Regions from separate parts of the Mus musculus genome. Here regions 1, 2, 3, 5, 6 and 7 are each linked to region 4. The links are chromatin contacts, called in public HiChIP or PLAC-seq and promoter capture Hi-C maps. All regions are on one chromosome and are shown on one strand. Each heading gives the region's core, a stretch centred on a gene start, on an enhancer-like site or on the middle of the called end of the contact. The rest is flanking DNA. Distances are from core to core; before and after follow the strand shown. Region 1 overlaps Ttc28 (tetratricopeptide repeat domain 28). Region 2 holds the start of Lrcol1 (leucine rich colipase-like 1). Region 3 overlaps Ttc28 (tetratricopeptide repeat domain 28). Region 4 holds the start of Ulk1 (unc-51 like kinase 1). Region 5 overlaps Ttc28 (tetratricopeptide repeat domain 28). Region 6 overlaps Ttc28 (tetratricopeptide repeat domain 28). Region 7 overlaps Ttc28 (tetratricopeptide repeat domain 28).

The links. Promoter capture Hi-C pulls out the DNA fragments that hold promoters and counts their contacts. HiChIP or PLAC-seq counts read pairs in DNA pulled down with a chosen protein or histone mark.
Region 1: a contact with region 4 is called in an H3K4me3 HiChIP or PLAC-seq map of embryonic basal ganglia, with 5 times the contacts expected there. The contact joins the enhancer-like site here to the promoter of Ulk1 in region 4. A contact is called at or near these places in 9 of 39 promoter capture datasets (the 3T3-L1 cell line, 3T3-L1-derived adipocytes, the HPC-7 cell line and 6 more), 2 of 484 Hi-C or Micro-C datasets (cranial neural crest and nephron progenitors), 8 of 115 datasets of contacts at active chromatin or transcription factors (craniofacial prominence, embryonic basal ganglia, embryonic forebrain and 4 more) and 3 of 9 other capture datasets (adipose tissue, embryonic stem cells and liver).
Region 2: a contact with region 4 is called in a promoter capture Hi-C map of stem cell-derived epiblast-like cells, with 4 times the contacts expected there. The contact joins the promoter of Lrcol1 here to the promoter of Ulk1 in region 4. A contact is called at or near these places in 3 of 39 promoter capture datasets (cranial neural crest, embryonic stem cells and stem cell-derived epiblast-like cells) and 2 of 115 datasets of contacts at active chromatin or transcription factors (both in embryonic stem cells).
Region 3: a contact with region 4 is called in an H3K4me3 HiChIP or PLAC-seq map of craniofacial prominence, with 4 times the contacts expected there. The contact joins the enhancer-like site here to the promoter of Ulk1 in region 4. A contact is called at or near these places in 5 of 39 promoter capture datasets (the 3T3-L1 cell line, the HPC-7 cell line, frontonasal cranial neural crest and 2 more), 5 of 484 Hi-C or Micro-C datasets (bone marrow-derived macrophages, cortical neurons, differentiating embryonic stem cells and 2 more), 16 of 115 datasets of contacts at active chromatin or transcription factors (VIP interneurons, craniofacial prominence, embryonic basal ganglia and 9 more) and 2 of 9 other capture datasets (embryonic stem cells and liver).
Region 5: an H3K4me3 HiChIP or PLAC-seq map of forebrain shows a contact between it and region 4, with 11 times the contacts expected there. The contact joins the enhancer-like site here to the promoter of Ulk1 in region 4. A contact is called at or near these places in 11 of 39 promoter capture datasets (the 3T3-L1 cell line, 3T3-L1-derived adipocytes, the C10 cell line and 8 more), 1 of 484 Hi-C or Micro-C datasets (nephron progenitors), 11 of 115 datasets of contacts at active chromatin or transcription factors (craniofacial prominence, embryonic basal ganglia, embryonic forebrain and 6 more) and 1 of 9 other capture datasets (adipose tissue).
Region 6: an H3K4me3 HiChIP or PLAC-seq map of forebrain shows a contact between it and region 4, with 9 times the contacts expected there. The contact joins the enhancer-like site here to the promoter of Ulk1 in region 4. A contact is called at or near these places in 16 of 39 promoter capture datasets (the 3T3-L1 cell line, 3T3-L1-derived adipocytes, the C10 cell line and 12 more), 14 of 484 Hi-C or Micro-C datasets (the G1E-ER4 cell line, the Patski cell line, bone marrow-derived macrophages and 9 more), 17 of 115 datasets of contacts at active chromatin or transcription factors (VIP interneurons, craniofacial prominence, embryonic basal ganglia and 11 more) and 3 of 9 other capture datasets (adipose tissue, embryonic stem cells and liver).
Region 7: a contact with region 4 is called in an H3K4me3 HiChIP or PLAC-seq map of embryonic forebrain, with 4 times the contacts expected there. The contact joins the enhancer-like site here to the promoter of Ulk1 in region 4. A contact is called at or near these places in 12 of 39 promoter capture datasets (the 3T3-L1 cell line, 3T3-L1-derived adipocytes, the HPC-7 cell line and 8 more), 11 of 115 datasets of contacts at active chromatin or transcription factors (T-cell acute lymphoblastic leukemia, craniofacial prominence, embryonic basal ganglia and 7 more) and 1 of 9 other capture datasets (liver).

The regions. Positions count from the first base shown.
Region 1 is chr5:111,219,266-111,222,346 of GRCm38.p6, forward strand. The region is part of intron 6 of Ttc28 (tetratricopeptide repeat domain 28); the gene reads left to right. Among named protein-coding and RNA genes, the nearest start is that of Gm35628, 14 kb to the right of the region's middle. Within about 2 kb of position 1,731, at least 91 of the 459 cell types and tissues checked have an H3K27ac peak or open chromatin away from gene starts, as enhancers often do. A contact at or near this core is called in embryonic basal ganglia, embryonic forebrain, neural stem cells and 1 more, where this site is marked.
Region 2 is chr5:110,342,497-110,346,055 of GRCm38.p6, forward strand. Lrcol1 (leucine rich colipase-like 1) reads left to right here and starts at 2,234. Exons shown (of 6, transcript NM_001310709.1): 1 at 2,234-2,333. P2rx2 (purinergic receptor P2X, ligand-gated ion channel, 2) reads right to left here and starts at 539. Exons shown (of 11, transcript NM_153400.4): 1 at 284-539; 2 at 4-139. The coding sequence starts at 459.
Region 3 is chr5:111,242,233-111,245,627 of GRCm38.p6, forward strand. The region is part of intron 12 of Ttc28 (tetratricopeptide repeat domain 28); the gene reads left to right. Among named protein-coding and RNA genes, the nearest start is that of Gm35628, 9.1 kb to the left of the region's middle. Within about 2 kb of position 1,394, at least 15 of the 459 cell types and tissues checked have an H3K27ac peak or open chromatin away from gene starts, as enhancers often do. A contact at or near this core is called in craniofacial prominence, where this site is marked.
Region 4 is chr5:110,808,364-110,811,953 of GRCm38.p6, forward strand. Ulk1 (unc-51 like kinase 1) reads right to left here and starts at 1,718. Exons shown (of 28, transcript NM_009469.3): 1 at 1,251-1,718; 2 at 764-856; 3 at 642-683. The coding sequence starts at 1,361.
Region 5 is chr5:111,288,662-111,292,062 of GRCm38.p6, forward strand. Ttc28 (tetratricopeptide repeat domain 28) reads left to right here. Exons shown (of 23, transcript NM_001267622.1): 23 at 1-1,119. Among named protein-coding and RNA genes, the nearest start is that of Pitpnb, 40 kb to the right of the region's middle. Within about 2 kb of position 1,865, at least 41 of the 459 cell types and tissues checked have an H3K27ac peak or open chromatin away from gene starts, as enhancers often do. A contact at or near this core is called in 3T3-L1-derived adipocytes, forebrain and hippocampal neurons, where this site is marked.
Region 6 is chr5:111,261,644-111,264,875 of GRCm38.p6, forward strand. All of the region lies in intron 12 of Ttc28 (tetratricopeptide repeat domain 28), which reads left to right. Among named protein-coding and RNA genes, the nearest start is that of Gm35628, 28 kb to the left of the region's middle. Within about 2 kb of position 1,353, at least 126 of the 459 cell types and tissues checked have an H3K27ac peak or open chromatin away from gene starts, as enhancers often do. A contact at or near this core is called in the HPC-7 cell line, adipose tissue, cortical neurons and 9 more, where this site is marked.
Region 7 is chr5:111,198,829-111,202,292 of GRCm38.p6, forward strand. The region is part of intron 6 of Ttc28 (tetratricopeptide repeat domain 28); the gene reads left to right. Among named protein-coding and RNA genes, the nearest start is that of Gm35628, 34 kb to the right of the region's middle. Within about 2 kb of position 1,568, at least 84 of the 459 cell types and tissues checked have an H3K27ac peak or open chromatin away from gene starts, as enhancers often do. A contact at or near this core is called in T-cell acute lymphoblastic leukemia, embryonic forebrain, forebrain and 1 more, where this site is marked.

The sequences.
Region 1 (3,081 bases), core at 481-2,980, 410 kb after region 4:
GCCCTGGGCACACAGGCCTCAGGTGGCTTTGCAGCATTTATGAACCAGGCTGAGGCAGCTTGTGGAAAAGCCTGCCTCTCTGTAAGACACTTGCAGCTGATAAAGTCATATGATAAGTGGTTTTGGAGTTACACCACCACCCTGTTTGAAAATATACTTTGCTGTCCAACCTTGGTAAAAAAAAAAAATAACAGCAAGCTACCTACAAGGACATGGCCAGTTCTAGCGCCTGCTCTTGCACCTTTGTTTTGAGCCATCTGTTGTCTGACTAGGCCCGTCCCCCACATCCATACCCCAAGCTCCGAGATATTTTCAAAACCACGTAGACGTGGTGCATGTGAAAACTTGAGGCAGAGATCCAGCCGATAGGGACGGATCTCGGGACCACATCTGCTGTCCAGAGGCACCAGAAAGAGCAGATGCAGTGCCATGTCCCCTCCAACTCCAGACAAGGTGTGCGCCAGCCTATAAGGCTAAAGGTCACGGCCGTGAGCTAACGTAGGACACAGTACTGGTTATCCCGTGTGAAATCTGCATGCAGTGTCTTGTGGTAGGCACGAGACCTGGTAACCTGGAGAGCCTAGCGACCAGCCTAGCGATCACTTCCTCTTCCGAGATCCCCAAAATGGGAAAATGTGCTTAGGCCTGCAGCAGGCCTTGATTACTCTAAAGAGCCTCCTGATCCAAAGGGGGCCACACAGAGCACACAGTGCCAACGTGCCTGCCTCGCTTTATTATTTAACTGTTAGCAGACTAGTGTAACAACTCCCGTGCCCGTGCTGATGGCCTGATTTTCCTCATCTTGTTTCCTCTATTTGCTTAAACACCCCAAGTCTCCCCCAATACCTAGGATATGTCAAACAGCGGGGACACTGGAGCTGTTTCATCTGTGGACAGTCCCACCGAGGAGGACCTTACTCAGCCTGACTGCTGTGCCAGGTCCCGCTCTGTCTGGAGGCAGGTAGACTAGTACAGCCAAGGGGACAGGGGTCCATGAATTCTGCTGGCCGCTCCCCTCTCCTCCCTGAGACTCACAACCTTCACAGGGTGAGCCTGGGGTGGCGAACGTGTCTTTCCTGTTCCCCAGACCTCGAGTTTCCCACGCGGATGGCCGAACTCTTGTCTGCTTGAAGGCAGAGGAAAGAGCAGGTCAGCTCTAAAATCCCAGCTAGGCACTGGTAGCAATCAATATGAAGTATGACTGGTCTCTGTGCTGTGTGCATAAGAACTGAGGCCCTGGTCCCAGCGAGCTCAAATGAGAAGCCACCAGCATTCCCTGCTCAACTGGCAGGGGTGCCATCTTAGTGGAAATATTCTCTGTCTGGTCTGACCCAGTCCCACTGAGTGTGCTAAGCATGCCCTCGTGGCCCTTGCCACAGCCTTTGAAGTAGACATTAGTATTCCCACACAGAAAGCCCATGGCGGAGACCCACAGTGACCATGTATACATCCTAACCACGTGTCCTCTCCCACAGCCCTGGTGAGGGCCCAGCTTTGTGAGGCCTGTCTGTCCCACTAATCTTCATTTAATTCCCTCCCCGCAGCCTATTGTCACGGAGGGCATCCCTGCTGACAGCCCCTCTGTACCTCCTCATCTGAGTGGCATCCAAGAAAGGGCAGGAGGAGCCGCACATTAGCCCCTCAGCGTGAGCGCAGCCATTCTGTGCTGCTCTCCGGATGCTCTTATGTGGCTTCAACAAAGAGAACAGCTGCCAAGAGGCCACACTGTCCCCACAGAACGAACGCCCCAGGCTGGCAGCTGCCTGAATCCGCCAAGGGAGACACCAGCCAGTGGAGGGAGAGGGCAGCTCAGCCAGGCCAGCCCTGCTTTTCTCTGTGTGTGTGTGGAAGCTGTAATTTTGAAAGCCCTCCTCTGGTTCTCTGTGGGCCAGTGGAAGATAAGGAAGCAGCAGCAGCTGTCTGGAGACCAGATCGGTTTGCTATAACCAGCAGGCAGCTTCCCTCACAAATCATTGCAACCCCGGGCAGCCATTTCTATCCTGACTGCTTGCTGCTCCCAGCCCAGACCCTTAGGCCAGAGTAAGAGAAAGAAACTCTCCTGCCGCCGCCTTGTGCATTAGCCACACCGTCTTGGGTGTTATTCACAAAGCAAGATACACAGGTTGCTTATTGCTTTTCTTCCTTTCTTTGTCTGTTTTTGAGAGTCTCCTGTTGCCCAGGCTGGCCTCAAACTTACAACCCTCCTGCCTATACCTCTTGGGTGCTGGGATTACAGGCATGCCCCACTATGGCCAGCACTCCATGTCTCTGGGATGATTATAATCTGACCTTATTGTTTTTAAAGGGGGTGGGGAAAGACTTTTGATTTTAAAACAAAAACAAGAAAGACCTCAGACTCATTACAGGTCTGTCTGTCTGTCTATCTCCAGGACACTCAACTGAGTAGGGTGGAGGTGTGCCTGTAAAACACGACTTTAGACTTTGTCTAAAGCTGGATGTTTTCCTGAGGCTGGGGTTCTAGGGAAATGGGGTTTAGCTTTTCCCACAGGAGGGTAGCAGTAGCAAGGCCTTGTGTTGGCAGATAGGGAGAGCTACACTCTCAGTCTTTCCTCCTCTTATATCCCAACCAGCAAGCGATCATATAGGTGCCTAAAATGTTGCAGTAGACTCCAGAGGCTATTCAGAGATCACTGAGGGCAGAGGTATCATAGGAGGTGGGGCAGGAGCAAGGCCAGGCAGGGCTTGCACTCACAGCGATCCTTGGTTGGGCAGATCCTCTGACCCATTTTAGAAAGGAGAAAGGAAGTATATGATTCATTTTGTACAAGGATGGTTGAAACCATGACACCTGAAGGCAGTTTAGGAGGACTGGCTCAAGGCAGGTCTTTAACCGCAGTGTCCCCATATTCCCACCACTAAAGGGCCTACTACACTGAAGGGACATTTCCTAGTTCTCCAACCCTGCCAGGCTCTGGAAACTGTGCCCCTTCGAAGAGAAAGCTGGCGACATTCTCAGCTCCATGACTGGACACAACCCCAGGAATGTCACTTGTCCTGTGCGGTCAGAGTTCTGACCCCTCGCATGCACACTTGGCCGCTTTGTCTGTCCAGTTGATGACT
Region 2 (3,559 bases), core at 984-3,483, 470 kb before region 4:
CACCTCCGGGGGCTTTACGTATTCCTCCACGTCCCACACTTTGTGTTCCGACATGGTGATCCCCTTGACTTTGGTGATGATGGAGCTCTCCGGACCGGTTTCGCTATCCTGGTAGCTTTTCTGCACGATGAAGACGTACCTGTGGGATAGGGCGGTGCCGGCTCCGGAGGCAACCCTGGAGAGACCAGGATATCCCTCTCCTAAAGCCCTAAGGGCGCCCGCACAAGCCCAGGGCTGAGTATCCCCTCCCGCCCGATTGCCCACTGTGCCCCGGCCGGCGCACCACACGAAGTAAAGCAGAATGAGCAGCTGCACCATGCGGTGCACGAATCCCAGGCGCCGATTCCGCACCACGATCACCTTGGGCGTCTCGTAGTCCCAGAACGCGGACCAGCAGCCCCGGGCCAAGCGCCGGACCATGGCCGCCCCCGCGGGAAGCCGGGGCTGTGCAGCGGCCATGGCCCAAGGAGCTCGGTCCACAAGAGCTGCTGGAGCGCCTCACACTCTCGGCCTCTCGTGGGCAGGCTGGGGGTGTGGCCTCGCTCCCCGCCCTTTGTGACAGTAGCAATCTAGTCCCTTTCCAGTCTTACTGAAGACTGCAGGTGCGGCGGGGTGCGGCTCAGAGTGCAGCCTGGTGGTGCAGTTGGTGGATCACAACTCCAGTTTGGTGACAAGAAGAGCGGAGAGGCCAGGCCAGCCCGGAGAGCCCCGGGAGGAGCCCAAGAGAAGCTCCACACTGGGCGCTTTCCTCATCACTCAGAGGATCAGGGGCTGACGGCAGGCACCCCAGGTTTCTCATAGCAGACACACAAGGGCGCAGCCCCAACCCTCATTTCTCCAAGGAACTGCCCAGCATTGGGATGTTAATTCCGCTTCCCCCTCCAACCCCCCCACACCCCTTGCAAACCGAAATTGTTTGCTGGTAACTGATCAGGTCTCTCCTGCGCCCAGGTTATTTGAAGCAAATACCAAACATCTTAATATGTCTCAGCGAGATGATTTTAAGCTGTCTTTTATGGAAATAAAATGCATTTAGCGTATGAACAACCCAATGAGTGTAGTACATGCTGCTGTACGTTGTGCAGTCCCCTTCATTGGACAACACAAAACCCGTTCTCCCACCTCAGAACAAACCCCTGTCCATAAAGCCGCCATTCCTGTTCCCACAGTAGTCTTCATGTCTCAAAAAGGTTTTTATTTGAAATACGATACCTACGTCTGGCTTTATCGTGTTTTCAAGATCCACCCACATCTTTGCTAATACTTCAAAGTAAGACCAGAGCAAATCCATCCTTGGCAAACCTGGACATCTCTTTGCTGTTGCTAATAGTACAGCTAAATTGCATATTTGAACTGTTTGATTAAATCTGACCAGTGCCTAGGGAGCAACGGCAATCTAATTTAGAACAACTGAATGCATAATTTTAGGGAATATTTTGTAACAAAAGACTGGGTCTTGGCCCATCTCAGACGCCAGTTGTCCAGATCCCTTCCAGACAGGACCTCCCCACCCGAAATCACCAAGCTGATCACATCCTTCCTGTTTTCCACCAAGGACCTTCATGGATCCTGGTGCCATTCTTTGTGAGTCCTTCTTTCTTAGAAAAGTCCTGCTTTAATTTGCCTGAGGCTGAGCATGCTTATACAAAACCAGTAATCCCACCACTTGAGAGGTGGAGACAGGAGGATTGTAAGTAGTCAGTCCTAGTCAATCATTAAAGAGCTAACAAGGAGAGCTGCTGGAGCTAGGTGGTGGAACACTTGTCTAGTACTTGTGAGGCCCTGGGTTAAGTCTCCACGCCCCCCACCCAGGGGCAAAAATCTCAAGTGAACGAACAGCCCACACACTATAGAACAGACAGAAGGATTGATAAATGAGAACAAACTGAGACTATTATCAGGGGGCAGAGTCAGCACCAGACATGAGCACCTGACTTAGGAGTGGAGAAAGGGAACTCTGGGTGCCTAAGGAGTTGTGGTCCTAGGGCGGGGTGGGGGGTGGGGAGGACAGTGGGGAGGGGGCACAAAGAGTGGGTGTCCTACACTGCTGGGTAGGGGTTTGTTTGGCTATTGGTAGCTGGTCTTGATTTGGAACAGAAGCAAAAAGCAGGAAAGCAGGTAAAGTATGGTGGGAGGCCATGTCCACGGAATCTCTACATTCTGTGCAGAGGGCGGGGCAGGAAGTGGAGTGGAGTTGAGTTACTGCTCAGAGACTTGAGGCCAAGTACCCTTGGCTAACCTGTAACCCTCTACTTCAAGGCTGACGTCTGCTTGGAAACTGCAGTTTGGCTGCTCTCGCTGCACAGAGGAGCAAGTGGACCTGAGGCAAGGAGGTAGGGCCACTGGGAACTCAGCAGTTCCAAAAACTACCTTTCTACTCCCAGGAATAACTCAGATTGTTCCTGTCCTGTGGTACCTGGCAGGAAACAGGAGAAAGATAGTCTAGTTTCTGGGTCTACCCAGCGGTTGCAATCATCCCTCTTTCCCCTCAAAACAGAGTGAAAAGTTCATTGTAAAATGGCTTCTTCTGAGACGGTGCACACCCTGGAAAACTCCTGCTTTGTACAATATGAAATAACTTAGAGAAGGGTGTAGCCTGATCTCAATAGCCCTCCGTGCCCAACAGAGCACATCTTCCCATTAAACAGTGCCTTTCTAGGCCCTGACACCACTCTTCCATCTGTCTCCGTGGACCTGATGATTCCCAGGCCCTTATGTAAGTGGCGTTCAACAGTATTTGGCCTTTTGTGACTAGCTGATTTATTTAACACGGTGCGCTCAGGGCTTTCCTGTGCAGTAGTCCTTTATGAACAGTGGTGATCTGTGACCCTTTTATACTGGGCTTCTCATGGGCAATAGCAGAGTGCTCTTGGGCTGTGTGAGGTATATCCTGTCCAACTTGGAAACAGGACCTTGTCAGGACTTAAAGGGAAGGTTGCGGCTTAAAAACAAAAATCGCTTCCTGGTTTCAAACACAAGAAGAACACGGCAAGTTTGAAATTCAAAAGCGTTCAGGTTGTGGCTCAATTGATGACATATGAAGCCTATTTAGCTATATGGAAAGAACACTGGCTGAGTTTGTACAATAGCTGTGGATCTGCTCCTTTGACTGGGACAGTGCTATGTGCCCTTGAGTTCCTGGTGGCAAGGGGCATCTAGGACCTTTGACTTGCTGTGAAGGAAACAAGAGTAGATTCTTTCCACCCTTAGCAATCGGTCCCATTCCTGCGGCTGGTACAGTCAACCACAGGCAGTGACTGGGAAAAGGAGAAGAAGGAGGTCCGTGGTCAGCATGGGGAACTCAGGGTGTCTCCCATTACCAATGAGAAGTACAATTGGTCTTGAATTGGAAAAGTAAATAAAAGCCAGGGGAGCTGAGGACAGAGAACTGGCTCAGCAGCTAGCAGCACTTACTGCTTTTCTAGAGAACCCGGTTTAGTTCCCAGCATCCACATGGTGGCTCACAATCACTTATATATAGCTCTAGTTTCGGGCATGTATGTGGTGCAGGCAAAACAAACACATCTATAAAAATAAAAATAAACAAAAATTTAAAAAA
Region 3 (3,395 bases), core at 144-2,643, 430 kb after region 4:
TGTGGGGCTTCAAAGCCCACTGAGAGTACAGACTGGTTTGGCCACTTTCCCCAAGGTGGCACCCGGATCACAGTCACTCTGAATATTCCCTGACTGGGACCATGCCTCCCCCTGCCCCACACAGGGTACCCCGTACCCCCACGTCAGTACTGTGTTGTCATAATGCATTAAATCCAAGGGCGGGAAAGATTCTCAGCCATTGTCTAAAGTGCCCGGCTACAGATATGAAAAATCATCATCTCCAAAGAAAGATAGCTGCAGACGGCACAGACCGAAAAAGGAGGAGGGGGTGTCCGTGTCCGCTCAATGTCCTGGTTTCACAATGGCTGTCATGCATTTTTCTTCTGGGGTAATTTTTTTTTTTTTTTGTATTTTTTCTTCCTGCCTGCTGCTGCTTGCCTTGATTCAATGTTGAGTTTTAACCCCTAGAGATAAAAAAGCAGGTTGTCAGTGAATGGTGACTTTGAACTACAGGGGTCTTGAATGTAGAATGGCTGTCTTCAAAGGACACAGAGTTAGAGTTGGGAGAGTGGGGAAAGCTGCATGTGTAGCTGTCTTTGGAAGCACAAGGATGGCCCTCTTGCTCATCCTGTAGTACTAACACTCAGCGTCAATCTCACTGCACAGGAGGTAGCAGCGGTAACCGGCCACTCCGGGGTTTCCGGCTGGACCACGCATGTGTGTGCAGCTAATGTTTGTGTTTGGCCTCTTCCTCTCCAATGAGACCTATCTTTTCTTCCTCCTGGCTAAAGAGGAGAGAAATTGCCTCTTTGAGGCCTCTTCTGTCCACCCACAGGTGCCTGAACCTGCTCAGCGTGGCTGCATCCCCAGGCTTCCAACTGAAGCTCAACATGGCTTGGGGAGTTGCCCACGGCCCCCAGGTACCTGAATCATGACCTAGACTTGAAATGTGGCCTTCAGTGAAGGCTCTCAAAGTTGGGTGCTGGCAGCCATCTAGGGTTGGGGAGCCACATGCTCACATTGCTGAGAGGAAGAAGGGAGCCAAGCACAAGGCCTCCGTGATCATCTTCCCAGAGGCTGCTGTCCTTTTGCAAACTGTGGTAGACTTTTATTTTCCTCTTCTGAAGCGTGCATTTGTTCTACTGGGTATTGGTTAGTCTCACTGATCTTAGGAGTGCAGCAGACGAAAACACAGTGTGCAAGATGGGAAAACAGAGAGAGCCTGTTACCGAGCAGGCTGACACCTCTGTTGATTAAAGTATCTTAGGACAACAAATCTGAGAACGGGAGAATGGCTCTTCTCGTTGAGAAGCAAAAGTTCTTTGGTTTGAAAAATTATTTTCAAAAACTGAATGTATTGCCCTAGGTCTTCTCTGAGAAGCCCAGCCTTCCTCCAGCATCACCGGCTCCGTTTCCGACACGGGCAGGCTCTGTCAGTCTTGCACGCAGCTCCCCTGTGTGATTGCCTCGGCAATTTCTGCTCAGCCCTGAAACAGGCTTGGCTCCGTGGCATATTTGAAAGACAGAAGCAATTTTAAAGCAGTGGAGACTTGAAGCCCTTGTGGATCAGAGGAGGGGTGGAGAGCAAAGTGTGTGGGGCACAGAGCAGAGCAGGGTCCCCTTCACGGTGCCAGAGCAGCTGGTTTTAATCACTGCAGCCTCAAAGACTGAGGGGTCATCTGGGGTCAGAGGCAGGGTGCCGACTACGGGATTGCTCCCGTCAGGATGATCTACCAAGACTCTTCAGATCTCTGATGTGATAGTTTTCCTGCCTTTGAGAACTTCCTAGTGTTGCCCGGGGCTGACAGCAGTGTTAACAGAGATGGAACTGGAGCTGCCAGGACACTGCAACACCAAGTCTCACTCATCGAGAGCAAGCAGAAGCGCTTTGTGGCTTGAATAAGAAATCTATGCCCCACGGGCTCCTGGACCCCAAATAGGTTGCATTGTTTTAGAAGGTGGTGAGAACTTTAAGGAGGTATAGTCTCACTGGAGGGAGTAGGCAACTGGGGGTGCGCCTTGAGGTCACGGAGTCTGGCCCCACTTTCTGTCCACTCTGTGCTTCTTGATTGCAGACACAATGTGACTGGTGACCTCATGCTTGTCACCACAGGCCCCACTGTGCCAGAATAAATTCTCCCTCTCTTAGTTAAGTTGCATTTGTCAGACATTCGGTCCCAGAAACATGAAAATTAGCATCCGATCAGGCAGCAGAGATGAGATAAACGAGGGGGGCTCTAGTGAGTGCAGCCTTGGGGACTTGCGTGAGAAAACAGCATGGGCAGTTTTGGAAGAACTCTCCCAGTGGGGTGACTGCGCATTCCTGTTGGCCAGGTGCTGTTGGGCCACAGGGGACCAAAGGGGATACAGAATCCCTGTCCTTGTGCACACAGGTCAGAGGTTACAAGGGAATGAACTTCACAGAGCTCGACTGTTTGGTGAATGACAGGCATCAAACTGGCCCGCCTCCCCTTCTCTAAATAGTCCCTGTTCAGTATTCCAGAGCACAGAAGATACTGAAATCAGTCTACCAGACCATTATCTGTACACACACACACACACACACACACACACACACACACACACACACACACTCACACACACTCACACTCACAGACTCACACTCACATCCACACACATGCACGCGCACACATACAAACTCATACTCACATTCATACACAGACACATACACACAAATTCATACACACATACATACACATGCACACACAAAGACTCAGTCTCTCTTTTCTCTCTCTCTCTCTCTCTCTCTCTCTCTCTCACACACACACACACACACACACACACACACACACTCACTCTTCCTTTCTCCTCTGGGTACTGGTGCTGCTGAGAGGAAGCCAGTGCACACCTTACTATATGGTATGGACCCTTGTTTCTTCATACAAGAAAAAGAAATGAATAAATTGGCCCAGCCCTGTCTCTGCCTAATGCTAGCTGTGTGGCTGTTATTGAGCAGTAAATTCTCACGGGGTTTTTGTAGCAGTAGCATAGAGAGAGAGGAAACATACAAAGATAAGACACAGAAATCCTGACAAGCAGAAAAAACAGAGCTGAGCCTGTAAGGCAGCGCCAGGGATTTGCCTGTGGTTTAGGAGGCCATAAGGGGACCAGGCACAGGGCTTCCACCCGCAGCACCTGGCTGCAGGAGGAGGGGTGTGGCTTTCACTAAAGGACCCGGAGCTCCCAGCCATCCAGAGAGTGCAGGCTCTCCTTGTCCTCTTCTTGCTCAGCCTCTTTACTGCAGTGTACTGTATGACTTGGCTACTTGCTGGGCGAGCGAGCTCAGGAGTGGGACTTACCAAAGCTGAGGTCACGGGAGTGCGGTGTGGATGGTGGCTGCAGAGCTGGGCTGGGAGGGGCTGGTCACAGTGCACAAAGTAGACATGGAGATCCAGATGTGGCATGAGGACTAT
Region 4 (3,590 bases), core at 468-2,967:
CTTGCTCATTCAGGCAGCCAATTCTGAGGTGGCGGTAGCAACCTCCCGCCGGCCGGATGAGTGGGCCCAGCCCCAACTGCCGGCTAGAAGGAATCTCCAGCAACCCCTCCCCCTTCCAGCCTCTGACGCAGGAGTGGGCTGGCCAATGCCAGGCCGCTGAAGCAATGTCAACAAACAAACCCGCCAGCCCAGACAGGTGGGCCTGCCCGGAACCCCATTCTCAGTAAGGGCCACTGGGTCAGACATCACAGTGAAGAAAGGGTCTTTGGCACCAGGGTACGCTGAACCCAAACAATGTAAACCAGGCAATCGCCAGAGATTCAACATTAGTGTTGATGGCCGCCTTCCTTCCCATGCAGGCAACATATAAGCTAGAGAGGTCCCCAGAACCTAGGAAAAGCCAGGAAAAACTTGGACCAGAGATGAGGTCTCCCTGGCCCTAAGTGGCCTCACAGTAGGACAAGCGTGAGACAAGGCATTCAGAACCCAGCTCCTTTCACCTAAACCAAATACTAATCTAAAGCCATCATCTGCCCTCAGGGGGGCTCCAGCCCCAGGCAACCTAGGTCCTGAAGCAACAGTGGATGGGACAAGGGCAAGAATAGATTTACCCCTCCCCCAAGCCCAACGCTGAGCCTTACCTGGAAGTCATACAGCGCCACGATGTTTTCGTGCTTTAGTTCCTAGGACACAAATCCAAGTTTCTCATGAGCAAGAAAAGAGCTGACCCACCCTCTCCCCCTCCCCCGAGGCGCTGGCTCACCTTCAGGATTTTGATTTCCTTTCCCAGCAGTGTTTGGGACTTGGCAAGGTTCTTCTTGTTAATGCATTTGACGGCCACCTCCAGGTCGTGCTTCTGAAAAGCCAAACGTGAACCTTCAGGGTTGAAAACAACCCCCCCTCCTGCTCCCCACCAAGCAGGGAACACAGAGATGGCTTAGGGTGGCTGTCCCAAGGGTCTTGGAATGGGAGGCTGCCAGAGGCAGACAGATAGTGAGTGTCTGTCAGCCGGCCTGGAATTTAAGTCCCAGGATGGAGTCCCAGGTTAGGTTCTCAGAACTGGTCTGACTTCGGGGCTAGGTAGGGAATCCTGTGCTGGCTGGCGTCTCCAGTTTTCTGGAGCTAGAGTAGCAGGTGGGTTTCCCGGGCTGGGGGGTCCTTAATTGGGTCCCTCTACGGATTACCGGAGGTAAGGTGTCCCTTGGGCTGGGAGTCCGGGATTGCGAGGCCTCCGCGGGAGCCTCACCCACCTCGCGGTGTCGACCCTTGAAGACCACCGCGAAGGCGCCGTGTCCAATCAGGTCCTTGCGAGAGAACTCGAACTTGCCCACGGTCTCGACGCCGCCGCGGCCCGGCTCCATAGCGCGCGCGGGCCGGGGGCGCGAGCCCGGGCTCGGGCCCCGGGGCGGCGCTACGGGGTGCGCTGGGCTCAGGCGGAGGCCGGCGGGCCGCGTACGCGGGGACGGAGGCGCGGGCTCATCGCCAGGGCCCCGTGCCCCATCGGGCAGGCCTGAGCCGGGTCCCAGTCCCACAGGCCGGCGGACGGAGGGGCGCGCTCCCTCGGCGTCCTCCTCGGTACCCTCCCGGCGCTGACAGTCGGGACCCGGTCCGACTCGGGACTCAGCTCTGACACACTCCAGCTCCAAGTCCGGGCCTGACTGACGATGCGGCTCGGAGCCCCGCAGGGAAACAAAAGATCCGCGGCACCCGGGCCTCGGAGCCCGAGGTGCCGGCGCAGCCGCACTGCGTGGAGGCGGGACGATGGGCGGGGCCTGCGGAGCTCAAGACCTCTTAGGCGGCGGAGCTGGCAATGGGCGGGTCCGAAATGAAGGACACCTCGTGGGTGGTAAGGCGGGGCGGGGCTTAGTTTGGGTGGTGCCTCGATGGGCCCAGCCCTATACTGGGCGGGACTTGAGAGAGGAGGCAGGATATGGGCGGGGCCGGAGCAGACTGGGCATGTCAATGTCAGAACTATCTCTGGTTGTGGCTCCTCGCTCTGCCCTAGGCATTTTTTTATTTACTTATTTTATTCATATGTATATGTGTGTGCCTACAGGAGTTTATATGCACCGTGTATGTGTATATAAACACGTGAAACATTCATATTAAACATGTATGTGTCGGGTCCTGGAATTGGAGTTTCAGGCAGTAATGAGCTGCCATGTGGAAACTGGTAACCAAACCAGGAGAGCAGTAGATGCTCTTAATAGCTGAGCCATCTCTCCAGCTCTGCCCTACGTACTTCCTACCACTTGTTTTGTTTTGTTTTGTTTTGTTTGTGCTTTCTTTTGGAGAAGTCGAGATAGGATTTCTTTGTGTATCCCTGCCTGTCCTGGAACTCACTCAGTAGAACTGGCTGGCTTCAGACTCAGAGATCTGCCTGCCTCTGCCTCCTGAGAACTGGGGATTGAAAGTTTTTTAACTGAGTCTTCTCACATTGTAGGCCCGACTGGTCTCGAACTTGCTTTGTCTCTTTGTAGATCGTGCTGACCTCAAACTCACAGATATCCCTCAGCCTCTTCCTCCTGAGTATTGGAATTAAAGGCAGGTGCCACCACATCCATTTTCTCTCTTTTATTACATTTGCTTATTCTGTATGTGGGGACGGAGACTTGAGAACATGGTCATGTGAAGGTCAGAGGAAAATGTAAAAGATGTTTCTGTCTACTTTGTGACTCTTAACATTAAATTCAGGTTGTCAAACTTGGCAACAAGGTCTTTTATCCTTGGAGCCATCTCACCGAAGGCATCAGTTTTCCTTCATTTATTATTTTACTTAACTTTTGTTGTTAGAGGGGAAGTTTGAGGCAGGGTTTCCTGTAGTCCAGGCTATCCCAGAGCTCATCACATAGAATAGCCGTGAGCTGCTGATTCTCCTGCAAATGCTGGGATTATTTATAGCATGGGCATTTGGTTTGCCTCAGGTGTTTTTCTTGCCTGTCTGGTCACATGGGAACTGCATGGGCATGTTGGAGCACTTGATGTATACAAACATTGTCATTTGGGGAGGGGTATATTGCCATGTTGACCCAATGCCAAATCAAAGGCTCTGTGTGTGTGTGTGTGTGTGTGTGTGTGTGTGTGTGTGTGTGTGTTGTCGCACATACCCATTCTGAGTCTCACCATATGAAGGATGACATGGGCATGTTTGAGCTCATGATACTTATGACCACAGTCATTTGGGGAGGAGGTGTGCAATGTGGGCAATTTTGTTCACATGCCATTTTTGAGCCCAATAACACAGGGAAATGTGTGAGCATGTGTGCACACATGCCCTATTTCAATCTGGTCCTAGATTATTCACCCTCAAGCCATTTCCTAGCCCACTCGCATACCATGGGGGTGGGGAATGTCCATTGTTGTGTTTTATAAAAAAAGAAAAGAAAAGGAAAAAGGAAACCAGGGAGCCAGGGATATGTCTAGTAGAGGCATGGTATGATGAGGTGGAAGGGGCTGCTTCTGCAGGCCCATGCTGAGGCAGCCCTTCACACCACCACCACCACCACCCCCCACCATACCAGCCATACCAGCCACAGGATCGTATCATATAGAATAGAGTGTATTTAGGACATGGGGAGGGGAGTTGAGGG
Region 5 (3,401 bases), core at 615-3,114, 480 kb after region 4:
CGACCGTGACCCACAGCTAAGGCTGGTGAATGAGTTTGAAGTTCTATTTGTTTGTCTTGGCAGTAAGTCAGCAATGGATTTTACCTTTTAAAATGGTTAATGAGTACAGCAGAAATCCTGATTTTTGCCTCTTGGTTCACAAAGCCTGAAGTCACCTGTTACCCAGCCTCTTAAAAGAAAGGTTGGCAACTCCTGATACACATAACTGAAAAAAAAAAAAAAGGCCAGGAAGTATTCAAGGAAGCAGGGGAGACCGACTGGCCCATTGGGCCCAAAGCCTCAGCGAGGCCTCACACTTGGTGGAGGTGGCTCCGACCTAGCTCTTGGCTCTTCAAGCCAACAGATCTGAGTCAAAGTTACAAAATCGGTCTCTGTTTCCCCTTTGCTGGTAGTAGAGAGACATCCCCTTAAGCTCAGGAAATTTAAAAAAAAAAAAGTTTTTAATACATTTTTTCCTTAAATGTTCTACCCTGCCCTACCAGACAAAGATATGCTCCAGACCAGCAGAAGCCTCCTCTGGGAGCCTGGTGGGACCACACAGCAAGGCCGTAGGCTGCCCCAGTTTTCACCAGCAATGACTCCTAACTGCAAACACACCCAAGAAAATCACCCACCAAAACTTACACATTGTTTCTGCACCAGTGCACAGGTCTCACCTTCCTCCCCCTTTAAAAAAGAAAGAAAGAAAGAAAAATCAGTCCACACTGATCAGTGGGTCACTGGTGAGGTGCTGCCGGGCACAGTGGTCCTCAGCACCTTGCAAACGGGCAAATGGCAACAGTGCAGCTTCCCCTCACACACTGTACTCCTGGCTTGTGAACTGGGCCTGTTTGTAGAGGATCCTAGAGACGTCCATGCCAGCACTCACCCACCCACCCTCCCCGTTGTCCTGGGCACCTCCCTACTTGGCATTCACTCTCCTTATATGCATTGTTAGCCACCTTTGGCCTACATGGACTCTTTTTTGTAAATTACACAATTTCCAGACAGCATTAAACTTTTTATATTATGAAATTTTGCCATGTAAAAAGAACTCCATATTTTTATTGAGGCTGCAGGGCGCTTGGCCCTTCCTTTGTGATTCAGTGTCTATTAAAGCATGAGCCTGTCAGTTTTAAATGCTGTCTCCGAGTCTCTTTCTATCCCTTTCCCACAATTCCAGAGTGACCATGTTTACAAATGAGCACACACCTGAGTGCACCGTAGGAAGAGAGAAAGGGGCACTTGCACCTGGTACTCTAGCCATACACAGGACCTTAGATGGTCAGCACTGTGGCTCTTGTAGACTCACGGTGGAGAGCCAATGATGTCTACTGTTGAACGGCTACGTGGGAGGGAAAACACATCAAACAGATTTTAGCCACCCGGGAACCCCCCCCCCCCGCCCGCCTCCTCCAAGAAACTTTCAAGGAACCTTTTCAGGGAGAAAACCATCCTTTGTGTGGAGAGGCACAAAGCTAGCGAGTCGGACAGCGAGGTGCGGGAGCTGTCTCCACTGGGTGACAGCGAAAATATTAAGCAGCAATGTATAAAACATTGCTGTCCTGCCCGTGCCGTTTGCAAGGCTCACTGCAGCACAGCCCCAGATGGCTCATAACTGAGGGTGGAAAAACTCCAGCAAAAAGAAACAGCAGGGAAAACTGGCCCTGCTGCCTCACGATGGGCGTAGCAGAAAGGCAAAAACGTTGACAACGAAGCCTTCAAAACTCACATAGAGAAGACAGACAATCCAGTACTGAGAAATGTCCCATCATAAAGGGAGACTTCATCCCATAACCCTACACAGCCAAAATACCAGGGTATGTGGTAGGTTATACAATCCAGCGAATGGGAAACCTGCTGTGAGCAGTGAAGCCACGCTCCTCATGTGCACGTGGAGGGTGTTCATGAACACAGCACACATGCAGACCACACGCTCACTCCCAGACAGTAGCAGAGAGCACCAGTCCCCACCACAATGGTCACAGTGTGCCGCGCTACTCATCACAAAGGGGCACGTACGCACTGTGGCTCCTCAATTCCAAGTGCATTCATTCCCTGACACAGAAGTAATCAATACAAAAATACAGGCTGGGTCGAGTTGTGAGAGCACTGTTCTAGAAAGTGTGAGGCTCCTGGTCGCACCCCCAGAACCACCAGGAGAAAGCACACACCACAATGTCCATGGATACCTCCAGCCACCCTGAGCTTGCTTCAGTGTCTCTTAAGTATATAGCCTTTTTCTAGACTTCTGGAAGCTGACACAGTGGACCCCAATAAAACAAAAACACTGAAGACAGCAAGCATCTTGGGCTCCCTGAACTCAAGTGCCTGTCTCCATACTTAAGCCAGGCACATCCTCCTGTAAGCCTTACTCGGGGCGGGTAACTGCCGATGACCCACTGGCCTGAGAACCTGCTATGGTAGTTGCTGAGCTGTGTAGTCAGGGAGTAGGGACGGCATAGGGGGCATCTAGACACATGTTCCCAAAACTTAATTCATGATTGGTTGAACCCATAGATGAGGAACCCACAGGTAGGGTACAGAACACCAGCTGTGAGTAAAGTCCTAAGAATAAAACTGGGCTGGCCATAGTGGTGCATGCCCCAGAACTTGGAAGGCAGACATAGGCAGATCTCTGCGTTCGAGGCCAGCCTGGGGCATAACAGAAAGGGAGTTCAGGGACATAACAGAAAAACCCTGTCTTTAAAAACAACAACTGTAATTCCACAAAATAAGTGGAATATAGGGGCTTAAATTTTTTCTTATACTGGAGCTGGAGAGTGGCTCAGTGGTTAAGAGCACTCATTGCTCTTCAAAAGGTCCTGAGTTCAATTCCCAGCACCCACATGGCAGCTCACAACTATCTGATGCCATCTTCTGTTGTGCAGATGTACATGCAAAGTACCCATACATACATACATGAATCCTTTTTAAAAGTTCTATATGTAATTGCAAGAATCCACAACCCCGGAGGAGGCTGCAGCTCTAAGCTGCGAGCGACATGGGTCAACTCTGGGCACAAGAAGTTGGGAAGGCAAGTCGGGAAATCAGAGGAGACACTCAGACAGGCAAGGCTGAATCAAGAAAGCAGCAGAGGCTGCAGCTCAGAACAGCTCGGGCTGTCAGAAGCACAGGGCTGATGGGATGGGCAGGAGGGGCGCTGTAACCAGAGATACGTCAGAAGCCATACGAGGAGCACGCATGCCCAGAAATGCTCATGTGCATTGAACATGAGACACTGCATAGGAGAAACGCAAAGTCCTCGCATGGTCAAACTGGAAGGCAGCCAGGAGGCAGAAGCATAGCTCCCGAAGAGAGAGGAGGAGGAGGAGGAGGCACAGCAGCTACAGAGGCTGAGCTCAAGGCACAGTAGGACACTGGCAGATGTGTGACATCTTGCTAGCTTGCTGATACTGTAA
Region 6 (3,232 bases), core at 103-2,602, 450 kb after region 4:
TAAGACCCCTGGCAAAGTGGCTTCCAGGACTCTGGTTGCAGTGGCTCCTTGGAGGTACCTTGCAGTCACTGAGCCTGGTAGTCACCTCTGCTCCTCTCAGCCTTTCTCAGCCTCTGGTGCTGGAGACATTTCCCCTGGCCTTGATGGGTGGCTGTGTGGGACTGAGACTGAGCAGAACCACACTGGGTCTCTAGGAAGTGCTCTGTCCTCCCTGATCCCAGTCACCACAGGGGGTGGGGCCCTCATTGGCCTGGCCTCTGGTGAGCAGAGGTGAGTGGACTGGGAGTGGACTCTGTAGGGTCGAGGTCAGGGTGCCCCTCCTATTCCCAGAGGGGTAAGGCAGTGACAGGCTGTAGCACTCGTGTGTCTTTGTTCCCTCCTCTTTGGCCACAAACTCCACTAACAGGGACTAGAAGTCCAAGACAATACTCAAAGCCTTTTCCTGTAATTGCCTATAAGGGAAGAGGTCCAGTTCCATGACTTTCTGTGTTGACATTTCATTTTCTGTATACATGGCTCAGGCACACATGCACACACAGCATGCATGCACATGTGCACACACACACACACACACACACACGCACACACACACAGGATATCAATGCATGCTTGCTCTATGGGCGTGGGGCAGGGCCTCTGAGTCTTCCCTTGCCCACATCTGTCAGTGGTAAATGATTACCACAGGAAAACATAGCAGATTAAGTGACTGCACTGTTTCTTATGGCTTTCGGCATTTGCACCAAGGGATGCATGCACTGCGAGAATCGATAAAATCTCCAGAAAGGACTTGTAGTGACACACGGTAACAAGTGTCACATGCACAGTGTGCCTTCTGCTGCAGACTCTCACATACGCTCCCGTATGGCACTCAGAACAGTCCCTGAGTGAAGCAGCAGATGTGCACCGAAGTGCGTGTGCCTCCGATTCCTGCACGACCCTTGCAGGAACAACCGGAGTGGGAAGGAAACATGTCCCTTCAGGGCCCTTCACACCTGCCAAGTGCTGTGTACCACTGCCCATCCCTACTCCTCTCCTGCAGGTGACTAGCCTGGTTCACCTGCAGGGAGGAGGGTCTGCTGGTCTTAGGTCCCAGGAACATATCTGGAAGGGTGTGATTCCACCCCATCACCCAGGTGTTCCCACAGGGACTGCACTGGGCTCTGTCCACGTCACACATCAACTCAGAGGATGCATAAGACGTATTTCAGGGGGAGTGCCATTGACTATACACTCCCAGCAAAGACCTAAAAACGAGACACCAAGAAATGAGGCTTCCGCTCAATTACAGCTTTGTGTTCCCTGCTGGCTGACTGTGGAGCTGACAGGAAACAAGCCTCAGCCGTTTGATCACTGTATTTACTGAAAGCAGAAAAGCTAGGCCAAGACCGTGAGCTCCTCCCCTCAGCACTGGAGTTCAGACCAGATCACTCCAGGCCACGGAGACAGACTTCACAGAGCTCTGGGCTTCAAGTGATTTTCTCTCAAAAGCACTTGGAAGGCCATTTTTATTCTTTTATCAGCGTGACAGTCAAGGGGCAAGTCAGGATGTGGGGGGAGGAGTGTGGAGGGAGCCGAAGGGAGGAGGGAGAGGGGGAGGAGTGTGGAGGGAGCCGAGGGGAGGAGGGAGAGAGGGGAGGAGGTGAAGAGAGGGAGGGAGAGAAAAACAAGGGAAGAGAATGTGAACGAGAACACAGTCTCCTGTCAGGTAAATGTAATAATCCACTTTCAGACATCCAGGTTTCTGGCATCATTTAGAGATAACACTAAAGTAACTGGGTTTTGGCTTTATGGAGGACAGCCATTTCTCGAGTGACTCGAAGCAGAAGCCTTTCCCAGGAGACTCAGGGAGGGGAAGCACATTAGTGACTGGATTGCTGAGGAGGGCCAGGCTGTGAACAAGGAGGGTTTGACATCAGAGTCTGTGGCCACTGTGCAGTGCATGGCTACGAGGTCTGGGGTGTGTGACATCAGCTAAGGAGAGAGCAGCCTGGGCAGGAGTCCCTGCATCTATTTCTGTGCACACTCAAGCGCCTCTCTCTTGACCGTCTCTGGTCTCAATGGTGTCATAGCAACAGGCTGTACTACTGCTAGTTTGGTGCAGCAAGGGCACAGAGGTCTCTGGGGACACTGCCCCTCCTTACCAGTCCTCTCCAAGGCTTAAACAGAAGAGGGGCTTTCTAGTAAGGTTAAGGGGCTCAACGAACTGCAGCTTAGCCTTGTAATGTAAGAGGAAAGCTGGGACCCCTGGGCTATGCGGGCAAGGCTACCCATTACTGTTCTAGAGCAGGAAGATGGCCACCTTCTGTGTTTGTGTTTATACACAGTCTAAAGCCAGCCTCAGGTAACCACATCCCCTGGGTGTGGACGCTAAAAGGAACGTAGCTATCTATGATGGGGTGCCTCCTGCACTGACCCTTCCCCCTCTCCAGCAAGATGTCCTGCCGAGACAGCCCATGCAGTGGGATGTCCCTACCAAAGTGAAGGCCAGACCCTTCCCATCTTATAGGTCAGCTAGAATTAACTGTGAAATAGCAGAGGGGCTGCCTGAGGGAGCACACCTGATGCCCAGCTTCCTACACGTTCTCAAGAGCATCCCCCCCCCAAGAAACGTGCAAGGCATTTGGTCCTGAGGACAGGCAGGGGTCTCGGAGGCACTGAACTTGTGCGGTGATAGCAGAGAGCTCCCTCAGTGGGAAGGAGAGCTTTGCTTTGAAAGAACCACCCTTCTGTGACCATGGGGCTTGAGGCCAGGAGCTTGCCTCTCCACCCTGAGCACAGGGCCTGAGGACCAGTCTCTTGCGGCCATCTCCAGCTCAGGATTGGAAGTCGCTCTTCAGCAAGCAACTGCTCATTGGTACAAGAGAAGCTTTGAGGCGGGGACTCAAGATGAGTTAGCAAGAGATGCTGGGATGTAAACAGGGCCATGCCAGTGCCGAGCTCCTGCCCGGCTGATGGACAACATGCTCACAGGGATCAGGAGGCTGAGTTTCTGAGCAGAAATCCTTTTTGGAGCTTCCTGCCATTCCCGTCTATTCCCGGTGCAGGATGAGCCCTGGCACAGCTCCACAGCACTGATTCATGGCTGTCTCTTGGAGGGTCACAACTGTGAGCATCTTGGAACCCACCATGGCCAGCATGTTTTATCCTCACGACAGTAGCAGGCTGGGCTCTGGCAGGGCTGGGTCAGGTTCCAGCAGGATAGGTGGGCGCCTTGGAGAGAGTGCTGTGGAGC
Region 7 (3,464 bases), core at 318-2,817, 390 kb after region 4:
CCATGGCAGTGTCTGTCTGTCTGTCTGAATGGGGCAGAGGTGATAGGACCCAAGCATGCTGGGAAAGGCCAGATGTTAACCAATCCTAATCGCACACTTCTGGAAGCCACGCATGCTGGGAAACTCTGAGCATTAACTCACCCAATCACACGCACCCTTTCCCTCTTTCTTGCTCACTGAGCTCAGGCCTGTACCTCATTCTCCAGCTCAGCTTCCGTCCTGCTGGGGATCCCAGAGCCTAAAAGGCTCATGCTGGGTAACAGCAACAATTCCCAGACACTGCTGTGGACCCTGACCTTGCCTTTGGTGTAAACAGCCCCCACACTACTTCCAACTACAAAAGGCTCCAATGCCACCGCTTGCTCCATGGTCAGAGAATGTATATGAAGCTGACCTTGACTCCTAAATTTTTGTTAAGTTTTAAGATTATATATGTATGTACATCTGCATGGGGTATATGCAGGTGAGTACAGGTGTCCCTGAGGTCAGAGGTGTCAGGTCCCCTGGAGCCGGAGGTCATGGCAGAAATGAGGGGCTTCTTCAAGAACAGAACTCTGTCTTAATACTGGAACCATCTCTCTAGCCCAAACCTTTTCTTTATTTCAATTTTTTTATTTGTACGTATGCTGTATTGTGTTGAGTGTGTGCAGTGCATACAATATATTGTGCGGTGCATCACAACTATGTAGTATATCATATGTTGCATACGTGTGGTATATTATATGGTATGGGGACAGTATATAGGCATATACACGTTCAGGTGTGTGTATACAAACACACACAGAGACCCGAGAAGGACGTCAGGTGTCCTGTAACTGTCCATTTGACTTCCTTGAGGTGGGGTCTCGCTGAGCCTGGAGCGAGGCCTGTGACCAGCAAGCTCTAGTAATTCACCATAGCTCCCTCTCGCAGTGTGGGCGGACTCACAGGTGTGTGCAGCCACAATGCATTTTTCATGGGGTCTGGGGATTTGAACTCCGATCCTCATGCCTGCATAGAAAGTGCCCTTACCCACGGAGGCATCTACCCAACCTCAAACCTTTGAAATGAGCTAGAAATACAGTGAGCTTGGGAAATAGTTAAAGCATCAGGCAGCAACTGGATTTTATCGTACCATTTTAATTTTATTCCTTCAGTTAGTAGTGCTAAATTAAGCAGATTTTTCTCCTCCCTTTACACAGTCCCTTGCCCTACAGCTGTATAAGACAGTCTGATTAGCAAGGTAACTAAATAATATATTAACCTTTTGGATCTTGATCCAAGAAGTTCTCAAAGCGTGGGTACAATGGGACCTTTGTGCAAGTTTGAAGAGTGCTAATATTTATGACTCTGGACAAGAAAATCACTAGGATAGCACACTGCTCCTTCCTTTCAGTACATGAACTTAATGGCCTGTTCCTCCTGTGTTTAACATCCAGCCTCAGGAAACTGGTGCTGGCTCTGCTTTTTGAGGTATTCAAATAACAGTTTCCACAAAGGGGAAATGAAAAGGCCTTTGAGGAAGCTCCACACACCTTTGAAGTGGCTCGGAATAAAGACTTGACACTTACCAAGTGCCTGGGTGTGCCTGGTGTAGCTTCTCACGCAGTGTTCATTATTGCGTTGAAAACACACACAGGCTTGTTACCATCAGGAACAGGAGCCTCAAAGACCGGGGGGGGGGGGGGGGGCGTCGTCGGGGTCCCATAGAGAGCATGGGGAAGAGCGGCAGCTGTCTAAAGCCAGAGCTGGAGCTCACTGAGCCTCCCTGAAGAAACAGCTAAGCTCTTAAGAGAGCTCAACTGGCGTGCCGGAGGAATGCGGACAGTGAGGCACAGCTACCAGGAAACCCAGAAAAGGAGTTCATTTTCTGTGGCACGGCTTCCCATGGTCCTCACTGTCATCTCCACCTCACAGGTGGTGTGCCTGCCCACCCACCAGGAGATCCTGCCGGACCTCACAGTGCAACCACCTCACACACTCACACACACACACACACACACACATGCACACGCACACGCACATGAGTGAAATTGACAGAGACTCCATGTTTAAGATTCTTTGCAGCATAATTGTTAATTTCATGGTGACTTCAAAAAGTCACTTTTCCAGAGGCTCCTCCTGAGGCAGAGTATGCACCCCCAGAACTGGAGGAAAGCCAGGAGGCGACTTTTAGTCACTAGTGCTGACTCAGCGTGTCCCCACTTGACTTCCAGGCATCTCAGGCTGCCGCTCGGTGGCTTGGGTGTGCAGAGATGCTGCCCTCCCCGTCCTGCTGGAGAGCTGGTTGCCCTGGGGGAGGGAGCACTTTCATTTGCCAGGGAAAATTTCACTGGTGCCACTCAGAACGTCTCCAAAAGCAGTTAAAAAGTGGGACAAGGGCTCTGCCATGTGCCCAGCGCCTGTGAAACAGGCCCTCATCAGAACAGCCCCTGTGGCAGAGCTTAACGGGCTACATTCTTAAGCCAGATTGGCAGAGTTGGCCACTTACTGGAAGCAACGGCAGTCAGTAATTGCATTTCCCTGGTTCAGATGGTATGTTCTAGCAAATCCATTATGGGACACTGAATAAGACAAAGACAGCTTATAACTCGGCCCAGCTGCTGGGGGTGCTCTGGGGGGACCCATAATCTGCTCTGCGACTCGGTAAAACTAGTGAAGCCTCACAATAAGGAGACCTGGAGTTCAACCAGAAATTCCAGACTGTCGCCTTAGCAAAACAGATGGTGGCCCCCAGGTCGTGGCTCCGTCAGGCGAGCTGGCACTGTCTGCCTCACAGCTCTGGTACTTCTCATGTGCCTGATGAAGAGAGGCATCCACATTGCCTTTGTGCCCACGGAGAACCCACGAAATCCTGTCTGTGATGCAGGGCCCGTGGCGTGACGCTGAACTCTGTACTAAGCCCTTCTTCTCCAGCCTCCCTCTCCTGGGGCTTCGGGATTCTGTGTGCAGTCCTGTTGAGCTGGCTGCTCTTTTCCTTCCTGGAGAAAGGTAAACTACTTGAAGTATGTGCCAGTTTCTCGTTCTGACTGCCACCCATGCACAAAGGACTCACTCTCAAAGCAACGCATGGGCATATGTGCTGTGCCGTGGCTGAGGTCACCATGGAACTCAGAATGAAGAGACTGTAGTGGAAGCAGATACTTGGGGCTCATGATGGCTAGCTGACTTTGTGGCTTTGCTGTTTTCGCTTGTAAAATGTCTTCCTATATGTGACACAGTGTGGTGGAGGAGAGGGGGTGGGTCATTATCTGCCTGTCACCCATTTGTCACAGACCTGCTGGACACACAGGTCAGGTCACCTTTATTATAGCACCCCCCACTGAGGACGGCCAGGACTAAATGATCAAACTTCCAACCTACTGAAGAGTTCTACCCCTCTGGGAAGGGAGATGTCTCCAAGAGCAATTTTAAAGGTGAAGTAGGTGACCTGACCTGTGTGTCCAGCAGGTCTGTGACAAATGGGTGACAGGCAGATAATGACC